Regions from separate parts of the Mus musculus genome. Here region 2 is linked to region 1. The links are chromatin contacts, called in public Hi-C maps. All regions are on one chromosome and are shown on one strand. The core of a region is the stretch at or near the end of the contact, and the rest is flanking DNA. Distances in the headings are between cores, read along the strand shown.

The links. A called contact is a pair of places that touch in the nucleus more often than the background predicts.
Region 2: a contact with region 1 is called in a Hi-C map of bone marrow-derived macrophages, with 3 times the contacts expected there. The contact joins the promoter of 4831407H17Rik here to the enhancer-like site in region 1. A contact is called at or near these places in 1 of 15 datasets of contacts at CTCF or cohesin (pro-B cells), 31 of 484 Hi-C or Micro-C datasets (B cells, the BV-2 cell line, the HL-1 cell line and 19 more) and 4 of 115 datasets of contacts at active chromatin or transcription factors (bone marrow-derived dendritic cells, bone marrow-derived macrophages, embryonic stem cells and 1 more).

Annotation. Positions count from the first base shown.
Region 1 is chr14:30,369,115-30,372,674 of GRCm38.p6, reverse strand. It overlaps a transcript of Cacna1d not described here. Among named protein-coding and RNA genes, the nearest start is that of Cacna1d, 17 kb to the right of the region's middle. Within about 2 kb of position 1,429, at least 3 of the 459 cell types and tissues checked have an H3K27ac peak or open chromatin away from gene starts, as enhancers often do. A contact at or near this core is called in bone marrow-derived macrophages, where this site is marked.
Region 2 is chr14:30,456,426-30,459,991 of GRCm38.p6, reverse strand. It overlaps 4831407H17Rik (RIKEN cDNA 4831407H17 gene), which reads right to left and starts at 1,956. Exons shown (of 4, transcript NR_131095.1): 1 at 1,876-1,956; 2 at 1-50. It also overlaps a transcript of Cacna1d not described here.

The sequences.
Region 1 (3,560 bases), core at 180-2,679:
ACAGCCATGCCTTTGTTAAAGCAATCAAGAGAAGAAGAAAATGTATAGTAGTCTACATTTGAATACATACTTACCATTTCCGGTGCTCACCTCCAAAGATTCAAGTTTCTGTCTAGTTTCTAAAACACTTTACTTTTTCTTGAAAAACTTAGTCTTCTGACCTTTTTAATGGTAGGAGTTCTGTTGGTTTTCATTTATACGAAAAAGACCTTTATTTACCTCTTACTTTTAGCCAAAAAGAATTGTTTCTTGTTTTTTCATGTTTGTGTATCTAACTTGACTCAGACTCAGACATTTTCACGCCAGCTAAGCAGCAATAGAAATCCCCCCACCCACCCCCAAGTTCTTTCAGTTCCTAGCTGTCATTTCTGTTGCCTGTTCTGGGGTTTTCTTCATGGGGTCCTGGTATGGTGTCAACCAGGAATTTGGGTACCACTTGTATTCAGATAATTTCTTAGTATAATACTTTTTGTGAGATCCTTTCTACTATCTTTTTTGCAGTTCCCCAGCCTTTCCACTAGCCTACACTCCATTTTAGGTTTTAAAATCAACCTGTCTGTCTGTCTGTCTATTTGTCTATCTATCTCTTTGTGTAAAGGTTTTGCTTGCATGTGAGCTTGTCTACCATGTTTGTGTGCCATGTGCATACCTGGTGCCAACAGAGTTCAAAAGATGATTTCAGATCCTCTGGAACTAGGATTACAGAGGACTGTGAGTTACTCACATGGGAGATGGGAGTTGAACCATGGCCCTCTGGGAAAGCAATCAGTGATCTTAACTGTGGAGCCAGTTCTCCAACCCCAGATCCCAGTTTTTAAAAACTTGTGTCTCTCATCTTATGTCTGGTTTTGACCAACTTCCAATTATTTTACACAGTTTAGACATTTTGTCATGATTTTGTAGTTTTTCTCTGGAGGAGAAATACATTTTCCAAGCTATTCCAGGGGAACCTTAACTATAGATTTAACAGGAGCAAGTGCCCTGGCGCCTGCCACTCTGTAGTTTTTCCATTGAGCTAGGTTGGGTTGGTTTGCTTCCTGTCAGGATCTCTTGAAGGCACTAAGGCCTTGCCTTCCGCTGCCTTGCAGTTGTGTGCTTTTCTTCTTCCTTTTTTTCTCTAACGTTAAAAAATTATATTGCTTCTCTCCTTTCCTTTTGTCTTAGTTAGGGTTTCATTGCTGTGAACAGACACCATGACTAAGGCAGCTCTTTTAAAGACAAATATTTAATTGGGGCTGGCTTACAGTTTCAGAGGTTCAGACCATTATCATCATGGCAAGAGCATGGCACCATCCAGGCATATACGGCAAGAGAAGAAGCTGAGAGTTCTACATCTTGATTCAAAGGCAGCTAGGGGGAGACTGTCCTCTGCAGGCAGCAGCAGGAGGCTTTCTTCCACACTGGCCTGAGCCAGGAGACCTCAAAGCCTGCCTACACAGTGACATACTTCCTCCAGCAGAGCCATGCTTCCTCTAACATGGCCATGTCTCCTAATTATTGCCACTCCTATGACCAAACATTCAAACATATGAATCTGTGGGCGTCAAGCCTATTCAAATCACCATAGCCTAAGTCTTCCCATATCCCTTCATTCCATCTCAAATTGATGACTTCCTTTTAAAAATTATCATACACACACACACACACACACACACACACACACACACACACAACCACAGAGTCTGTTTAATATGGCTTGTGTATATATATGTGATTTCATGCGCACCACTTTGTTTTGGATAACTAATAGGGGGTTTTCCTTATACCTGGGAGAGGCTAATTCTCCTTCTTTCTGCTGTCATTAGTGGCTTATTGTCCCTTGTCTCAGGGTGGGACCTTATGAGATTTCCTTCTTCTGCATTAGCATGTTATTGATATTGTTACTGTTCAGGTCTTGTTTAGGCAGCCATACTGAATCATACTGAATTTCCCTTCACCCCCTACAATCTCACAGCATCCCTGTTACCACGGCTCTTATAACTCTCTGCCTTCTCTTTTGAGATGTTCATAGAGCCTTAAGTGCAGGTATTGCATTGTAGATGTACCCCCTGGGGCTGCCTTCTTCCACCCAAGATTGGTTCTATGTTTACATTATTTTTAGAAAAATTTCTAGGAAGAGAAGTGGGGAAAATCTTCCCAGTGTGGAAGAGAGCCTCTGCCTGGCTGCCTGCGGAGGACAGATTCCTCTGCCTCACTTAGTATTTTTAGAATAATTTTCTAGGAAGAGAATTGGGAAAAATCCTCATTGTGTCCTTTAAAACATGAAGTCTCTTGCAGTCTGTGCACCGCCCAGGGTCTCTTTGGTGGCTTGTCTGATGTGATGTAGGAGCCACATCAATAGAGCCTTGGGAAGCCGTGGAGTTCCCGGTGCACAGAGACCTCTGAGAGGACACAGCATTCCTGCAGGGGTTGACTTCACGGCTAAGACTTGCAGTATTGCTGTCTTCCTTTTGGCTTCTACTTAGCCAGTTTCCTTGAAGGATCGTAGCCACTGTTGGTGTTTTCTCAGTAATGTGTAGCTCCTACTGGGAAAATGACAAGCAGACATTCGTGGGCAAGACCGGAAGAGTGGAGGCTGTGCTTGGCTTTAGGAAAAGTGACATCGTTAACATTTTAAATGATTATTTATTGGCTTACACAGAGGTAGGTCTCAATGTTGCATTCTTCAAGCCAAATTGTTTTTGATGTTTTTCTTCTGCTCCTCTGACCCACCCTGGAACCCCCTTTCCTCTTTCAGGCTGGATCTGACTTTTGCCTGTCCCCACCTTCTCAGTACCTCTTCTTCCCCTCTCAGCTCTGCTCTCTGGTTTCATAGTTTATCCCCATTCCCTTACCCCTTTCTTATATACGTAGGAACATTAAATTTAGGACCTATAAATTAGAGAGGACGTGTGAACGTTGTCTTTCTGAGACTGAATCACTCTGTTTCATACTTTTCAGATCTATCCATTTCTGACAAATTTCATTATTCCATTGTTTACTCATGGCAGAGTAAAATTTTTGTATGAACGTCATACTGTCATTATCCATTCGTCTGTTGATGGGTATCTAGGCTGCTTCCCTTCCCTTGCTATTGTGAATTCTATACTAAGGAACATGCCTGCTTATTCCCTCTGCTACTCATGCTGAAATATCGGCTAGCTTGACCATGTGCAGGTCTTGGTGCTGCTTAACCACAGCTTCCAGGAGCTCATGGGCACAATGGCCAGGCTATGCTTAGAAGAGTGTCCCACATATTCTTCCCTAGCCTCTGGATCTTACAATTCTTTCCACTCCCTCTTTTGTGATGTTCTCTGATCCTCAGTGGTGGTTGATATAAATGCCTCATTTAGGTGCTGGCTACATGGCTCAGTGGGTAAAGGTACTTGCTGCCAAGCCTGAAGACCTTAGTTTGATCTCTGGGACCCAAATGGTGGAAGGGGTGAACCAACCCCTTCAAGTTGTCCTCTGACCTCCACATCTACATTGTGGCATGTGGGCTCACACATACAAATACACATAACACCCAAACATTCCATTCAGAGCTGAGCACGCAATGCTCACTCCTCCTCCTCCCTTTG
Region 2 (3,566 bases), core at 707-3,206, 87 kb before region 1:
TTGAGACTTCCAACCGGCCACTTAATCTCCTTCTGGGTCAGTTTCCTTGTCTGCAAAATAGAGATATTCTTTTCTCACTGTATTTTGATGAGACTTAGATACGATAAAGTTCAAAGCACTTTTTAAAAGTGCACCGTGACCATTCAAATAAATGGGCTGGCGAGGACTGCCAAGATAGGAAACAGTAAGGGGCAAGGTAGAGAATTGGAGCATCCTGGCTTTGTGTATAAATTTTAATTCAACTATTTATAAGAGGTGTATTTTTTTTTTTTTGCTTCAAAGATAAAGAGCTGTGGTTATCTATAGAGAATAAAACTGCATGGTAGGGGAGGTTTCTACTTATTACACTATGTCTATTGAGAAGAGAAACGGTGTCTGGGCAATGGGGTTATGGACTTTGATTTCAGTATTATTTCCTCTTTAAAAAGCTAAACATAGTTTTTCAAGATCACAGAAAGGCCCTTGTGGTAGATTATTTTAGGTGAAGTGGAGATGTTATTGGTAAAGAGTAATCATGGCCCAGAGAAAGCAATCTTTTCAAGGCTGAGTCCCTAGGCACGGGAAGTACTGCAGGTTCATATGAGTCTTGGCATCCCTTGAATGTAGCAAACTAGGTGACAGGTTTTCTCTGCTAAGAAATCCCTTTCTCTGGCATAATATTGTTGGGAGATCATACTGTTGGCTGTGCTTGAGGGAGCTGTCTGATGCTCACACTAGAGCATTGGTCCAGAAAATTCCCCTTTCCCAAAGGTCTCCTTTTGTCCCATCTCTGGGCTGTCTTGTACTGTTTTCTTTGCTGAAGTTTTCTCTCTCCAATGGCTCTCCTCTATCTCTCTATCAACCTCAAGATAATTTCCTCCCCTTATTTACCAGTCTCAAAATAGTGAGTTTGATATGAGCTCCTTTTTTGCAAGCCTCCGGGAACACATTTCAGCATAGCAGGCGTGTGTTGTTACACCCCAGCTGTTATGTTAACATCTGTGCTCTGAGGTCACCATTCTCCTCCCCTCCTTCTCATCAAGCTAGTGACCACTAGCAGCTCTTGCCATTGCTATCCACATAGCTACATCCCATGGTCAAGCCAGAGGCTTCACTGTTTTGCATATTAAAAAAGAGGTCTAATTTATGTCCCATGAGACTCACTTTTCTAAAGCGTGCAACTTAGTATTTTTTCTTTTTCTTTTTTGAGACAGGTTTCTTTCTGTAGCCCAGGCTAGCCTTAACTTTATGGTCCTCCTGAGTGTTGGGCTCATAGGGACGAACCACCACATCCAGCTAGGTTTTTCATTCATTCATTCATAAATCTGTGGATACATCAGCAATTTCTAATCCCAGAATATTTTCCTAATCTCCAAAGGATATGCCAGATTCACTGCGTGTTACTCCAGTGCTCAGCCCTAGCTCCCGAAGCCATCGATCCACTGCCACCTGCTTGCATCTGCCCACCCCTGACATCTCTGTAATGACAGCACTATGCACACGACCTTGAGCTCCCATCTTTATCAGGGACAGCCCCCACTTCCTTCTTCTGCCTTTCTGAGCACCCTCTCTTTCCTATGCCTCCTGTCTTGGGGTACAGCTCTCAGTTTTTTCCATGCCTCCTCCTTCTCTTCTGATCCTCTTAATGTTGGGGAGCCTTTACCCCTCAGCTGAGGGATCTCTTTTCCCCAGCACTCCCCAGGCACCCCCAGGCTTGTAGATTTAAATGCTGTACATTGCCATTAACTCCTACACTTGAGCTTAGCCAGGAAATGACGTCATCAACTCCTAAATTTATACCCCTAGCAAGGACTTTCCCTCTACTTCCAGAACTTTTTGTTCATCTCCTCTCTGTTTCCCAACATGCACTGCACAGTCAGCATGCCCAGAACTGACCTTGGGGGTCACCCCCTGCCTCCAATGTCTTCCACCCACAGCTGCTTCTCTAGTTGCTCGGCTCAGAAACTTAGCAGCCATGCCTCACTTCCTCACACCCCCACTCCCTGCATTGCATCTATGTCACATTCTGCTGGCTCTTCTTCCAAAATGCACTCAGAACCTAGTTCCTCATTTTGTTCCTTGATGCTTTTTGTGCTTAGGGAAGCCTATCTGTTTTCATGTGTGTTGTGTGGATGTAGTGTATATAAAGGTGTGTGTGTGTGTGTGTGTGTGTGTGTGTGTGTGTGTGTGTATTTAGACAGGCTGGAGAAGGATTCAGGTGTCTTACTCTATGGCCAACCAGGTTATTTTTTGAGACAAAGTCTCTCACTGAACCTAAGGAAGGCTTGCTGTTTCAGCTACTCTGGCTGGCCAGTGAGTTCCCAGGATCAGCCTGTCGGTCTCTGCCCACCCTTCCTCCTCCCCGCCCCCGTGCTAGAGTTACAGGCATGGCTGTGCCAGCTTTTATGTGGGTGCTAGGGATTCAAATTCAGATTTTCTTGTCTCCATAGCCAGCGTGCTTATCCATCGAACCGTCTCCCTAGCCCATTGGGTAATGTATAAACAGCTGACGGGAGTTTCTGCCACCACCTCTATGGACATACTTAGCTTTAGAGATTGTTTTAAGACAAGTTAAGTCATGGCGTTCTTTGCTAAGAATCATTCAGTAGATCACCACATTGCTCAGAATAAAAGCCAAAGCGCACACATTGTCCATCCTGCGAGCAACGCTTTGCTCTCACGCCGTCAGACCCATCCCGCTAGTCTCTGCCTTGATGACCTGAGTCAGCCCCAGTGACCTCCTCACTCATCTCAGAGACACACCTCACAGTCTGCACTTACTGTCCTGCTTAGAGTGCTCTTCTCCACATGCCTCTTGTCCCTGTTGTTCAGTTCTTTGTTTATATGTGACTTAGTTAATCAAGTGCAACTCCACTCTCACTGATTAATTAGAGTCAGTGTCTTATGTATTCCAGACTGGTCTCTAAGTTGCTACATGCCCAAGAATGACCTTGAACCTCTGATCCTCCTGACTTCACCTCCCGTGTGCTAGAGTTACAGGTGTATATCACATACCTAGTTTATGAGATACAGGAAAACTGAACTCAGGGCTTTGGGCATGCTAGGTAACATGGTCAAATGAGCTATATCTGTACCTGACATGCACTGTTCATAATTGCAACTTGCTTTCAACTTTTCTTCCATATTCTCAATACAACTTTCTGTTCCTTTAACTGTTTTCACACACACACACACACACACACACACACACACATATAGATGCATACACAGGTACACACACATATGTGTACATAATGCATCTACATGTATACACATTTGCACACATGTTTGTTTTATTGAAATCCTTCCCCACTTGCCTGCAGACCTTATGAGTACAAGGGCTTCATTTTGTGCCCTGTTGTGTTCCTAGTCAATTGGTTCGTCTCTGCTTGATGTACACTGGCTGACTGTACACTGTGTGGAATGGTAGCAGCCTTCTATTTGCATCTTCTAACAACACAGCTCCTCCGACCTATGGGCTCATGTCGTGATTTCCAAGGGACATTTGCTCTGCACATCTTCCCTGAGGTCCTTGGGGAGTCAACATGCATCCCCATCTGTGAGCTTGGCATAGAAACTTCCTCTCC